2 separate regions of the Zea mays genome follow, and region 2 is linked to region 1. Evidence: chromatin contacts called from public Hi-C data. All regions are on one chromosome and are shown on one strand. The core of a region is the stretch at or near the end of the contact, and the rest is flanking DNA. Distances in the headings are between cores, read along the strand shown. Region 1 overlaps LOC606458 (knotted related homeobox 8). Region 2 holds the start of LOC100281599 (L-type lectin-domain containing receptor kinase SIT2).

The links. A called contact is a pair of places that touch in the nucleus more often than the background predicts.
Region 2: a contact with region 1 is called in a Hi-C map of tassel, with 3 times the contacts expected there. The contact joins the promoter of LOC100281599 here to the enhancer-like site in region 1. A contact is called at or near these places in 3 of 25 Hi-C or Micro-C datasets (ear, leaf and tassel).

The regions. Positions count from the first base shown.
Region 1 is chr1:288,582,036-288,588,633 of Zm-B73-REFERENCE-NAM-5.0, forward strand. LOC606458 (knotted related homeobox 8) reads left to right here. Exons shown (of 4, transcript NM_001372049.1): 3 at 1,114-1,355; 4 at 1,484-2,010. The coding sequence ends at 1,714. Among protein-coding and RNA genes, the nearest start is that of LOC606458, 11 kb to the left of the region's middle. Within about 2 kb of position 2,731, at least 11 of the 20 cell types and tissues checked have an H3K27ac peak or open chromatin away from gene starts, as enhancers often do. A contact at or near this core is called in ear and tassel, where this site is marked.
Region 2 is chr1:288,658,335-288,665,839 of Zm-B73-REFERENCE-NAM-5.0, forward strand. LOC100281599 (L-type lectin-domain containing receptor kinase SIT2) reads left to right here and starts at 2,751. Exons shown (of 4, transcript XM_035964393.1): 1 at 2,751-3,177; 2 at 5,396-5,480; 3 at 5,559-6,018; 4 at 6,942-7,505.

The sequences.
Region 1 (6,598 bases), core at 1,481-3,980:
ATCAAAATAGTTTTCATTCTCACTTTTCAATGCACATTTCTCCTCTCAATACACATTTTTCCTTTTTTCAATGATTCTCTATCTCTCTTCTTGTTTTTTTCGTGCACCGCACTTTTCTACTTTTAGTTTTTTGTCCAAACTTAAAATGTCAACTATCTTGGAATGGAGGGAGTATATAGATATGCCAAGTAAAAATGATTTAGTACATTTTTGTGATAAGGAGTCTGTAAATTTATCTGTTATCAATTCTTAAAGCCCCAACTAGTGATGTTAAAACCAGTATGAATAATTTTATTTTATTATTTGATAAGCTAATAATGGTTTGCCCATATGTTGACCAATAATTGTTAACTAGAGTGAGCTACTATGAATCAGTCTTCATCCTAAAAACATTATTTGAATCAAAGAATTTTAAAAAATTGATTGTTATTTGATATTTTGTTATGAACATTGTACTTTGTATACCATTACCTTGTGAAAGTAGGAGAATATGAATAACACAAATATTGGATGGTTTGTAACAACTATTAAGTCTCGTGCGTAGGCTATCTATATGAAGTAAAATGTGGCCTGATCTCAACCAGTTTTAAAGATATAGATGGAAACTAATCTTTATCCTACTATATATCAACTCCATGCCATATACTCTATAGTATTCCCCCTCCCCGGCGCTGCCATAATGTGAGCAACACGTACGGACGCTCAGAATGGAGTGAAAACCAACAAGTAGACGATAGCCCTTCTGTTACTGAGGTAGCCAAAATCGTTGCTTTGTGGAAATCGATGCACCAACACTACACCATCATCATCGAACTACAGGAATCCAACACATGTCGATAAGAATTCATCAGCGCTCATGCATGTCGTATCATGGTTGGTGATGTCGCGACCAAGCTAACCACTACTTTGCATGCTATCCACCACAGTCCGCTAGCTACCAATAGCGTCTAGCGTCTTTCACCAAACCGAACCCTGCTAGTAGGGTCCGTCCTACTGTATGTGCGTGAGCAGTATTTGGTCAGAGCTGAACTGTTGTTCGTACCCTCAATCTTTGTCAGAAGCGATCTAATCTTTATCTTTGGAACCAATTATTAAAGCGTGGTTGACCCGCAGACAGTAACTGTGAGGTCGCCGGGTCGTCCGAGGATGAGCAGGACGCGAGCTGGCCTGAGGAGATCGATCCCTGCGCCGAGGACAAGGAGCTCAAGCACCAGCTTCTGAGGAAGTACGGCGGCTACCTGGGCGGCCTTCGCCAGGAGTTCTCCAAGAGGAAGAAGAAAGGGAAGCTCCCCAAGGAGGCGAGGCAGAAGTTGCTGCACTGGTGGGAGCTGCACTACAAGTGGCCCTACCCTTCTGTAAGACCCTACCTATGTTTCCTTCCATCCATGCATTGCTAATACAACGGCAACTACTGTGTCTATGTTTGGAAGAAGAAAAAAAATGAAGCTTTTGATGCATGACTACTGTTTCGAGTACTCACCAGGAGACGGAGAAGATGGCGCTCGCAGAGACGACCGGGCTGGACCCGAAGCAGATCAACAACTGGTTCATCAACCAGCGGAAGCGGCACTGGAAGCCGGCGTCGGAGGACATGCCGTTCGCGGTGATGGAGGGCGGGTTCCACGTCGCGCAGGGCACCGCAGCGCTGTATATGGACAGGCCGGCGGTGCCGCCGTTCATGGCGGACGGCGGGATGTACCGGCTGGGGTCGTGAGGGCCGGCATGCACGGTAAAAGCTAAGCACGTGTGCCAGCACGACGGTGATTGTTGAGGTGTAGTAGTGATTGAACTGATTGCTCCTTCTCATCCGTAAATATACAGTTTCGGGTTGACACGTTTTTCTCGATCTGCAAGGTAGGCATCATGTTGTTCTCCTTATTTTCTTTTTTTCTCCCTGAAGACGACCGGTAATAAAATATATTAGCACTATGATGTACTGTATATAGGGAAAATTTAGGGAGAACTGTCAAAGGAGATAAGATTTAGGGGATAAAATCTTTTAAAGGGTGCTCAAAACATGAGATTTAAAGGTATGAGGTAGAAAAAACCGCCACGGATAGTTTTATCGGATCATATCATAATCAGACAATTTCTATTTAATTTTAACTAAAATTAATTAAGGGTTCAAACAAACGATGAATAAATATTTGGATCGTGATCTATTACGATGTTACCACCTCTACTCACGACATGATTTCTCTACTCCTTTAAAATACGAGTTTCGTGTGTTGCGCGTAGATCTGTCGTTTTCTCCCCACTACTCGCTTACCAGTGGGTCGTTAATCTACATATAGGCCGTGAGAAACCACCAAACTCAACACAAGAGTGTTTTCCCTCCCTCGCTTCTCTTCTACCAGTGGGTCATTACCTCATAGATGAGCCATGAGAAACCACTAAATCTAATATGACAGGAAGTCGCATGCAACACAACGATCATATATAGTATCACTCTCCTAGCTGAAGAATGACGAGTGAATGACCGAGGTATAAAAAAGGGGTTGAGCTCTTTTCAACTCATCTCTCGATCTTTTAACTAAGATAAAATATAATATTTATTCTTATATTAGTTTAATATCTAAATTACGGATGATGTTTACTTTAATATTAAATTTATTTATTTTGTATATTTTTGGGAGATCCAGAGGACCGGAACTTATGACCGGGCCTGGACCCTGCTCTCAGGCCAAATAGTGTCTAAAGGTCCATGTACTAGCGCCAGCCCAGCAATCAATCTGCAACACATGAACCATGAATTGGTGTCCACATACTACGGCCACTGCACAAGAGCTACCCCAGCTAGGAGGGTCCGGCGAGATAGAGCCATTGAAACATGAGCGGCGCAGCAGTGGTGCGACGAGCAGGCAGCCAGGCGCGGTTGGGGGGCAGGCGTAGCGTAGCGAGCAGACCACGCGGGCGCGGCGAGCGGCGGAGCAGGTGGCCAGCAGCAACGGACCAAGCGCGGCTGCGTCCAAAAGACGACAGCCAGCCATGCGTGGAGGAGGCCAGCAGGCGGCCAGGCTTCACTATTTGGAGACATTTTTATGCCTAACTTTTTTGCTTTTTGTATGCAACCATTATCAATGTCGTCACAACATGTGCATCTGGATTGAAATTTTTTATTCTAAATTTGTCTTGATGTGTTAATATCCTAATGCATATTTTTCCTTGGCATATGGTAATTGAAATATGGCCTAAAACATATGAACTTGGCCAGGTATGTGGATACTCCCGGAGATAAGCTGAAGTCAAGGTTGCAGAAGTTCTTGTCAATGCACTTTGTGAGCAAGTCGCTCTATCTAGCTTGTCATCTGCTTGTGCTGCTTTAAAGTCGATTGTAGTCATTGTAAGTTTTGCAATGTTATCAATGTTTAAGTTGTTCACATTTCAGCTTAATTGGAAAAATAATAGCTTCTCAGGAGGGTATCCACTCCGTCAAGTTTTGGATTCAGATTTGAACTAGATTATATGGATTTGATTCGATAACCCCTGCCCTAATAGGTCCTTATTACTTTAGTCTTTCATATGTAGCTAGCAGCCACTTGTAAGCCAAAATTTATTTTTCATGTGGCCAATATTCAGAAAATTCTAGCGCTTAAAAAATGGGATGATCCATTTTATAATAAACGGTCAGACATCCTTACCATTTCTAATATTATTGTCATTTTTCCTTGAGACCTAGTTTGGGTACTATAGGGATGAGTGGGATTAGAGTAGATTGAGATGTATTGAGGGAGATTTGATCTATTAGGGCCCGTTTGTTTCGTTGGAATTGAATTCCATTTTAATAATTATAATTTAGACAAAACTAATTAAGTTCATATATTTATATATGTAATATATTTGTATATTATCCAAAATCATAAGAGAGAGATAGTTATATACTACATTTATGTCATAGCGAAGCAATTAGAAGAGTGTGCTATAAGTTGTACATCAGAAAAATAGCATGTAAATCTATAGAATCAATTTTCATCTCTCACCCCATGAATTTGAGATAGGCTTATATGATAACTTTGGAAAGTGGTGGAATGTCACGTTCTAAAAAATAATCTATTCCATTAGTATGATTCTAATTCATCGAAATGAAAGGAAACAAACGGGACCTTAGGGATTTCTCTCTAATCCCTCCAAAATACTCCAATCCAAGAGTATTCAAACTAGACTAGAAGGAACTAGGTTTATAAAGCAAAAGGTAGCTATTGTGCGGTAACCTATTTAATTATGAGATGACATAGGAGAGTTTTACCATCTTCTATTGTGTGTTGACACAATACGAAATAATTTTTAGTGTTATATTTTACCCTACGCTTTGAGGGATCATGGTGAAAGGGAAATATGCCCTTGGGCAATTTCTATAATGTTTTGGTGATTAAGTGCCCAACACGTTTAATTAAGTTTTCATGAGCCAAAGGTTGAAAAGTGCAAATCAAGGCATGAGGTATGTTTCTAGACTTAGTACATTTGTTTTTGAATACTAATGAGGTTATCTAAGTGCTAGAAACAGCAAGAAAAGAAACTGAAAAGACTTGGCTCGGTGCAGCCAAATTCAGCTCAGTCTGGCACACAGGACTGTCCGGTGGTTCACCGGACAGTGTCTGGTGCGCCAGGCTGGTCTCTGGTGAAAGTGCTGCTCTCAGGAATCGATGGCGGCGTACGGCTATAATTCACCGGACTGTCCGGTGAGTCATCCGCGGCGAACTCGTCGCCCTCGGGAAAAGCAAAGGGGCGACGTGGTTATAATTCACCGGACTGTCCGGTGAGCCAACGATCGCCAGCGCCAACGGTCGGCCACGCAATCTTCGCGCGACACGTGGACTGCTCCAACGGTCGGCTGGTGCACCGGACTGTTCGGTGTGCACCGAATAGTGTCTGGTGCGCCAATCAGCCCAGAGGAGCAACGGTCGGATATGCCAAATCAGGAAGGAGATCGCACACCGGACCGTTGTAACATCCCAAAATTTCAACCCGAGGTTTGGAACCCTAATCTCCTAACCCCCCTTTTTTATCTCTCCCTAAACTCCACCCCATAGGTCATCTCATCATATGCATACACTTTGATTGTTAGAAGCGCCTCACATAGATTATTATGTTTCTAGCACACAAGATTATTTAGCTAATTATCTGTTCAAAAGAAAAGGAGATAAAAGAAATAGAAAATAGAAATAAGAAATAGAAAAAGAAAAAAAGAGAAAAGGAAACCCCCCTCCAGGCCGCCTCTCTCTCTCTCGCGCGCGCGTCCGCACTCCCCTCCCTTCCGCGGCCCAAGCGGCCCATCGCCGCGCGCCACGCGCCCGCCACTGACACCCTGCCCCCACCCGTCAGCTGCCCCCCCTCTCCCTCTCTCGTCGCTCTCCCGCTGTTGGCTCGGCCCCACCCGTCAGCCCGCACTACCCTCCCTCACGATCTCTCCCTCCCTGGCAAGAGGGCCCCGCCCGTCAGCGCCTTCCTCGCGCCCGTGACCGGGGCTAGCGACGCGATCGCCGCCGGTTGCCACCGTCCCATCGTCTCGCCATTACTCGCTAGCCTGCTCGGTTGGCGCCTTGCGCCTCTGTCCCCTTGTGCCAGCCGAGCCATCCCGTCACCCCTGTGCCCGAGCCGTCTCGTCGTCGCCACTGTGCGCCACCATCCCCGCCGTGGCGAGCTCGCCGGTGCGCGCCACCTCTCGCCCCTTCCCCGCCCCGGGCGCCTATAAAAGGACCGCCCCGAGCTCCCCAATTCCTCACCCCAGCCTCAGCCACCCTCTTCCTCCTTCCCCGAGCTCAATTGAGCCAGCGCCGCCGCGTCCTTCCCCTGCTCCGGTGAGCCTCGCCCTCCTCCCTCTGCTAAGTTCTAGTCTAATTCATATAGTTCTTGAGCTTCGTCATTCCCTCGCAAACACAATGCACCCATCCCCACCTCCTATTGCGCTAGGCAGCCTCGCCGGCGACCTCACCGCCGCGAGCGCCCGCCACCGCACCGTGGACCGGCCACCCCAGGCACCCTCCGGCCAAATTGGTCCTACCCCCAGGATCCCCTACCCCCGCCCGTACCTTGCCACCTCTCGTCCATCGCAAAACCGGGACCCCGGCGGAGAACCGCCGTGGGGCCTCACCGGCGGTCGAGCCTAGCCGGTCCCCCCCCGGTCGCCCGCTCCATGCCGTTACCCCCCTCCTCTCACTGCCACGTGGGCCCGCACCCACGGTGTCTGCCCGCGCCGCTCCACTCCTCCGTGGGCCAGCTGGGCCGCCTGCCCGCGCCCGCGCTCGCTGGGCCAAAATCCCCCTGGCCCAGTTAGCTGAGAATTCCTTTTCTTTTTCCTTTTCCATTTCTTTTTCCTGTTTTCATATATATTCATATATAGATATTTTATGCACCAAAAATAGTCTAAATAAATTATAGGGCACAAAAATAATAATGTCTAATAATTGGCACACCCCACCAAGTCACCATGATTGATGTATTGTTCCTTATCTATGTTTGCTAGCGGAAGAGGGATCCGATCCTCCGGAATTTGTAGCTCCAGAAGAAGGGCAGGAACCCGACCCCTCTGAAATAGATCTTTTGTGCCAGGAAAGTTTCGACAAAGGCAAGTCCATTCTTCCCTTGATGCATAATTTAC
Region 2 (7,505 bases), core at 1,501-4,000, 76 kb after region 1:
GGCAATGATGGCGCTCCACAAGCTCTATGACGACGGCGGCCCCCAGCTGTCTTACGGAAGCAGGACAACGTCAGCAGGGACTCGACCGCTCCAACAGCTGTCCCTCCATCAGGCTCCGCCGCACCTCCGACAGCCACGACGTCACGCCAGCAGGGTGCCCAGATCTCTCCGGCTGCCACATTGGCATGTACCTAGGGCGCTAGCTCTCCCTCCGCTAGACACGTAGCACTCTGCTACATCCCCATTGTACACCTGGATCCTCTCCTTACGACTATAAAAGGAAGGACCAGGGCCTTCTCAGAGGAGGTTGGCCGCGCGGGACCGAGGACGGGACAGGCGCTCTCTTGGGGCCGCTCGCTTCCCTCACCCGCGTGGACGCTTGTAACCCCCCTACTGCAAGCGCACCTGACCTGGGCGCGGGACGAACACGAAGGCCGCGGGACTTCCACCTCTCTCACGCTCGGCTCCGGCCACCTCACCTCTCCCCCCTTCGCGCTCGCCCACGCGCTCGACCCATCTGGGCTGGGGCACGCAGCACACTCACTCGTCGGCTTAGGGACCCCCCTGTCTCGAAACGCCGACAATGATGTCTAGCCATGTAAAGAGAATGAGAATTGGCCAATGTCCATAACTCTTCCAAGAGTTTAGCCAGAGGGCAGGGGGTGGGGGAGGAGTTAAAGAGTTCATTGCTGGCAAACCATTTAGCCTTAGGGGCTGGTCATTGCTGCTAATCCCCACCTTAATTTAGTAGTGTTCATGTTAATTAGGCTACAGATCCTGCGGCGAAGGTCTAACACAAGTAGTATCTAGGTATGAGGAGCAGAGTTTTGTTAGAGAAGTGAGTGTCAAAATGGCACATTATTTCATTTTTAGTTTCATGGAGATACCCAGTTTGAGCAGTATCTAGGTATGAGGAGTTACAAATTTGTTTATGTTATGTATTGTCCTCTTGCGTCATACTGATAAGAGAACCATGATGACAAAATCCACCTGTTTTGGTGTTTACCTTGAGCCTTTTAAAGGTTTTCATTAACATTTCATCATGCTTCACAATCAGATGCGTTTCATTTTCAAGGAAAATGACTACATTACAAATTTACATTGATTGTGAACTGAATCAGAAGTGAATGTTTGTGTCACTGATTTTCTGATGTGCAAACAATTCAATAGGAGAGCTCTTGGTGAAGGAAGCATGGCAATTCCTTGGCTGTTCGGCAGAAATGTCACGGGTTCGATTCATCTGGACGCTGGAAATGTTCATGTAATACCATGTAGGCAAAACCTTAGCTTACTATTCTTGGAAATCCAATTTGGTTGTAGATTTTTTCGTGACTCAAATCTGGGAAGGACATAACTTGGATAGGTGAAGCTGAGTTCGGAATTACGGTGGGTTGATCAGTTTTGCCTATGTTGGCTACAGTGCAGTGCTCCCCCTTTGCCTATGTTGTTGTTGTCTGAATATAGCCGCCCTAAAGCCTAGGTAAAGGACGGCGTTGCGATATACCAAGCGAGTTAGCGCTTGACAACCTATAATCACAGTGGGCGAGCCTGCAAGGCTGCAACCATCACACTACACATCATTAAAACCATGAAAAGGGCAGGCTAGGCTAGGTTGCGAGAAAAGAGAAGCAGAGTTGTGTTAGGCTGGCTGAAGCAGCAGCCGCGTGGTGCCCCTCCCCTTCCACTGTGCATGCGTAGTGAGTCTTTACGCGCGCAGCGGCGGCCTCCAAATGACCCCTACGTGCTACAACGCTCAAGTCTTAACATGTTTGGCTTCCGAGCAAATTTTTTCTAGACCCCAAGGAAATATAAGATATATTTGTCGATGTTCATCCCAGGGTACTCCCGTTGCAACGCACGGGTACACACCTAGTCATCAAATATGTAGTAGCGTTTCTTAACAAGTGCTAAAGGCACGTTGCGGGTTGAGTCCCAACTCCCAAGCTGGTCGGGAACGAGCAGCCCTGTACCAGCCTAGAGACATCTGGTCCAGGGAAAACATGGGTTGTACTAGGCCCAACACGGATGACATCCTCGGCGCGGCCCACTCCAGAGTCCAGGCACATGTTTTTGTGGAACCAACGGTGCCTAGAGATACCGGATGGGGTCATGCAAATGGCTGGAGGTTCCGAGCAGTGCGCACACATGGATCTTTTTCTTTGAAAGACCAGTTTAGGAACACAAAACCAGAGAAGATTGTAGGGGTTAGAATATTTTTTATTTAATTAAAACTAGTTTAAAAACTTTATTTTTAAGGGATTTATATTTTTCAAGAGAAAATAAACTATTTTTTTAGAAAAATGAAAATCACTTGATAAAATGGGTTTTCCAAACTAGTCATACGAAAGGAATTTTAGGCCCTGTAATCTCCACTAATTTTATGGCTGCCAAACAAGCTCTGATCATTTTACGCTCCGGCCCAATCCTCGACGTCAATTCTACAGGAGAGGAAAACGACATAATGTTTACTTATTATTAAAGCCGGACGGAAAACGTGCCGCTGGTGCAGCCACGTCTACCCAAAACAGCTCAACCGTCAGATTCCAAAACTACGGTCACGACTCACGAGGGCCTTCCACCCACACGAAAGGGCGTGCGAATTTACTTATTATTAAAGCCGGACGGAAAACGTGCCGCTGGTGCAGCCACGTCTACCCAAAACAGCTCAACCGTCAGATTCCAAAACTACGGTCACGAGGGCCTTCCACCCACACGAAAGGGCGTCTCTCCAGCAGCTGCGAATCTAGAACATTCGACACTCCAGCCGAAGAACTGGCCGTGATAACAGCGCCCTCTCTGTCTCTCTCCTAGTGTTGTCTCCATCGTCCTCCTCCCCCTTTGCCTCCCTCCCAAGTTCCAACGCCGTGTTCGCCGCCCTCTCCCTCTACCGGCCTCCACACCGTCTCCATCGGCCGGCCCGCCCCATTGCCCACACGACGACAGTTCTCAGCTCGTCTAACGCTTAGCCGCTGAAGCCATTGGAGAGGCGATATGGGAAGCCCCCGGTGACGATGCGGCTACCGCAGCACACGGAGCGTGCGGGTTCGCCGAAAACCTGCAGCATCTTCCAAGCGTGGCTGCCCCGTCACCTTCGCTGTCCCGGTCCTGTCTCGCAGCTGCTGGTCCTGTGCGCTGTCCCTGGATGCCCACGCCGTCGATGCCACGGACACCTCATAGGTAATCATGATCCCTAATCCTACTTGCCTTTTGTGCGGGCCACTGGTTCATAAGTATTTAGCTGATTCGTACACTATGGAGGGTCTGAGTCCTGTGCGGCTCTTGATTACTAGATGGATGCAGATCACTTGCTGCTTGTGAGGATACCAGTGTCCAGCAACACATCCCCGATAGATTTAGACCCGTTGGACATTGTGGAAACCTACATATCGTGGCCTCCAATTTTGTTATTTTTTGATGAACGCGATAGCCCTCAGTTCTGATGATGCACATGGTCTTAGGTTCACGAAATGTGCCATGATCTGAACTTTAAATCTGGTTTGATTTTCTGAAGGCCTTTGGTAGTATTTGCTGCAACCAGTGTCCTGTTTGACCTTTTACAGAGCCGCGTTGTACACAACATTTTTTGCATTTGTTCAGTTCTTCTTCTTCCCGGTATGCTGATTTAGAACCACATGGAATAAGGACGTCGACACATTCTACACTGAATAATGAACCTATCATTTGTTTGTATCAGCAGGCCATAAACTGCTTCATCCCAATCATGGACCGTCGTTTCTTTAAACATATTGATGGCCACCTTTTGTTTTTTTAAGAAGAATTTGAAGAACATGCTCCCGTCTGCAGCACTGTTCCTAAACGGTATAAAAGCACCTGTACTGGTCTTCACCAAGCAAGCACCTCAGACACCAACATCTACACACAATCACAGTCACAATGGAGGCCGGAGGGTTAGTCAGGGTCAGGGAGGCCGGCTGGGCCAGGTTCGACTTGCTACCCCATGGCTAGGAGCCGGAGGTCGTAGCGCAGCTGCTCTGCACCCAGCATGAGTTGCCTTGGTCCGATCAAAGCTTCTTCCGTACAGTGACAACAACATGCCACATATTCTTTTGGCAATTTGTATTGCTTTTAAAAAAAATCTACTTCTTTCACTAAAAACTTCCTTATCCATGTGATATCCGATGTATTCTACATAACTCCAAAATTGCTACCGGGCAATACTCACCCTTACCTATTCTTTTAACTGATATGTCCACCTTTTCAGGTTATTTTGGCTATTCATTTTAATGATTGTATGTATGTGCCTATGTATGATAAAAAAAATAATGTCGTTTTTTTACCAATGTATTGTGCCCTGTGCTCTATATCTTTAATGACTTTTTATGGGATTTCCGTAGATAGCTCCCTCCGTTATTTATTTGTTTATAGTTCAAAAATAAAATAACGGACAACAAATATTCGAGAACGGGATTAGTATATAATAGCTGATTATGACTATCTTTTTTAAAACTATTTGTTCCAAACTTGATGGACATCTCGAGGACCAAAGTGACACATTAAAGAGTTATAGCTTCATACAAAACAGGTTAAGTTGCACTATTTCCTCTACATTTTTAGATCTACCACTTATATTAGTGTTTTTTCTTCATTTTAAGAAATTGCATCGCACCTTCCATTTGTTTATGTAAAAAACTATCACTATTGTGTTCTACATAGGATCTTATTTACATACATATTTTAGTGGACCATAAAAAAAACAGCGCGCGCAGGGCGCGCGTTAGACACCAGTACATACATATTAAAGCCCGACGCAAAACGTGCATCTCCTTAAGCCATGTCACCACTAAAATCTTGATCGTCGGATCTGCTTTGGACGGTCTCATCAAGAAGAACGCGTAGCTTCCAGACTTTCCTCGAGCATACTTTGTTACCAGCCTGGCAAATTGAAAAGCCAACATGAATCAAACGTCGGCGCGCGGTGGATCTGAAGCCTGTGTGGGGGCGCGGTCGGCGAGGAGCTGGGGCGCGCGTCCCCGCCCAGCTCCCCCGTCGTGGCACTGGACCGCCACGCCTGCGTCCACCAAGAGACGTCCGCACCACCCTCGTCCACGAGCAGCTCCAACGACCTCATCGCCGCATTGCGCCTGCTCCTGCGCTGCAGGCTCCGGTTACCGTCGGTGCCCACACCGAGGAAGGCGTAATCCACGCCAAGCAACCCAGTTACTGAGCTACTGAGCTGCAACCTCCGATATCGCGCACGGTGAGTTACTGAGCTGCTTCGCCTCTAGCGCTACCCAGTTTCTTCGCCGCCTCGCCTCGCCTCGCCAATATGGTCACTCGCTCACCCGCGTGCTCTCGCCTCCGCCAAGCCACCGTTAATTCGTACTCGATACTCCAATGTGACCTGACGTGATTTCGGGGGTATCTCATGCTGCAGTGTCCAGGAGCATTGAGGAGGCTTGGTACGATTGCTTGGCGATGAGCGAGTCGGATGTCGAAGACGATTTCCAATGTGCAAGATGGTGAGAGTGCATAATTTCAATAATTTGTTGAACCTGCTGAGATTTTTGTCCCCATTTTAACATGTCTTTCCATTTTAGGGCTTGTTCGGTTAGCTCTCAATCCATGTGGATTGAGTGGGATTGGATGGGTTTGAAACCCAAACAAGTCAAACCTCTTCTCATTTTTTTCCAATCTCATTCAATCCATGTGTTTTGGGAATAACCGAACAAGCCCTTACTGGATGAGCTTCTCCGCTACCATTCAGATCCTTTTTCACATGGCTTCGAAAACGAAGCTGCATTGAGCATGAGAGATGATGGCAGCGATGGGAGCTTCAATGGAGCTGTACAATCAGGCGAGCAGCACCATAAAAAGCCAAAGTCTAGCGAACGACTGTTAAAGGGGAGCTCGGAGAATGGTGTGACTGTGTGAGATCGTCCAGACTCCAGACCATGAGCCATGATGATGCGGTGAGTGTTTCTGGTGCGAACATCACTCACGGTGGAGGCAGGATACTCGACTTGCTTCTGCCAAATATTTGTCTGCCATGAATTACATGTACGTTTCTTCTCTTTCCTATGTGAACAATGATTCACTAAACACATATTTCCTCCGAGTGTTGTTGGGTTTATAAGGACTAATTAGTCCCTTAATTTTATTCATTTTAGTCACTAAATTACTAAATACAGAAACTAAAACTTTATTACCCCTAATAAGGACTGCCATCCTAATCAGCATATAGTTATTTTCTTAGAAAGTCATATTCTTTTAAGGGAATATACTTGAGAAAAGATGTTTCGTTGCACAGATAATTTAATAAAATAAGTGATTACATAAATAAAAAAAATCCTATCATTAATAGTTTATTTTTTTCACCACTAGGATCAATGGAAGACCATCAATGAGGCCAAAGGGACCTCAATAGAATCTCCGCACAAAAAAAAAGTTATATTCCTAAATATGTACCTTCTATTTCATGCCTATCATTATAATCTCTACTTACACTATTGTGATTTATAGTCCAGTCCCATAAAATGATCTATTATATTAAAAAATAGATTATCCTATTATATGTGCATGTTGAGTAATCAATCTCTTACTTTACCGACACGTACTTAACACATATAAGCCGGAGAAAAAGGAACACGAAAGATATGAAGATCAAATACGATCCTAAAAAGACGCCATATGTTTCTGTTTTGTTGATCTGTATTTTATGGCTTTTGCGATCAATATGTTGTTGCCTAAAAAAAATGTATATATAGCTGCTCGGTAGTACGTAGCTTCAGCTTTGAGTGCATAATTATTATGTGGCCTTTAAGACCAATAATTTGTTGCACATTTATATAATTACTCACCCTTCAAAAAGCACCAATATAATATAACATCTAGACTGGTTACAGAGTTACATTTGCAGATTGAACTATTCTACTACTATAATGTTCAGATAATTCTAAACCTTCTTTTAACTATATACATAGATCGGTCAAAGACTTGCGCGAGGCGCGAGCCATTTACTAGTGATGTACAAGAATCCGATCGAGCCAACGATTCAGACCGGTCTGTATCGGCGGGTAGCGGCAACTGGCAGGTCCAGTCAAGCCAACCACCGGCGAGTGGCAGTAGCGGCGGCGGCGGTACATGTAACACATGATTGGAAGTGACACTGTGGTCTGTGGAAGCCTGCGTGGCTGCGTATGGCATGCCACAGTATTTCCCATCATCTAGAGCGTCAAATCCAGCGATTCCAACTCCGCAGGCCGGGTCACCGCCAAGCAGTGCCCAAGAGGAGCCGGAACAGTGACGCGCACACGCACGCCCAGTAGTCTTTCCATTTCACAGCCAACTGGTCGCCGTGGCAGAGGAGATTCGCAAAAGATCGGCCGGTCGGATCACCGCCAGTAGTCTGAGCTTGCCGGCCACGATTCGCCGCCGGTCTCTATCCGCCCGGGTTCCTCTTCACAGTCACAGGCGTCCACATCGTGACATCGCCAGCGTCAGAACTGGAACAACAAACAGTTCGTGGAAACTTCCAAGCTGGACCC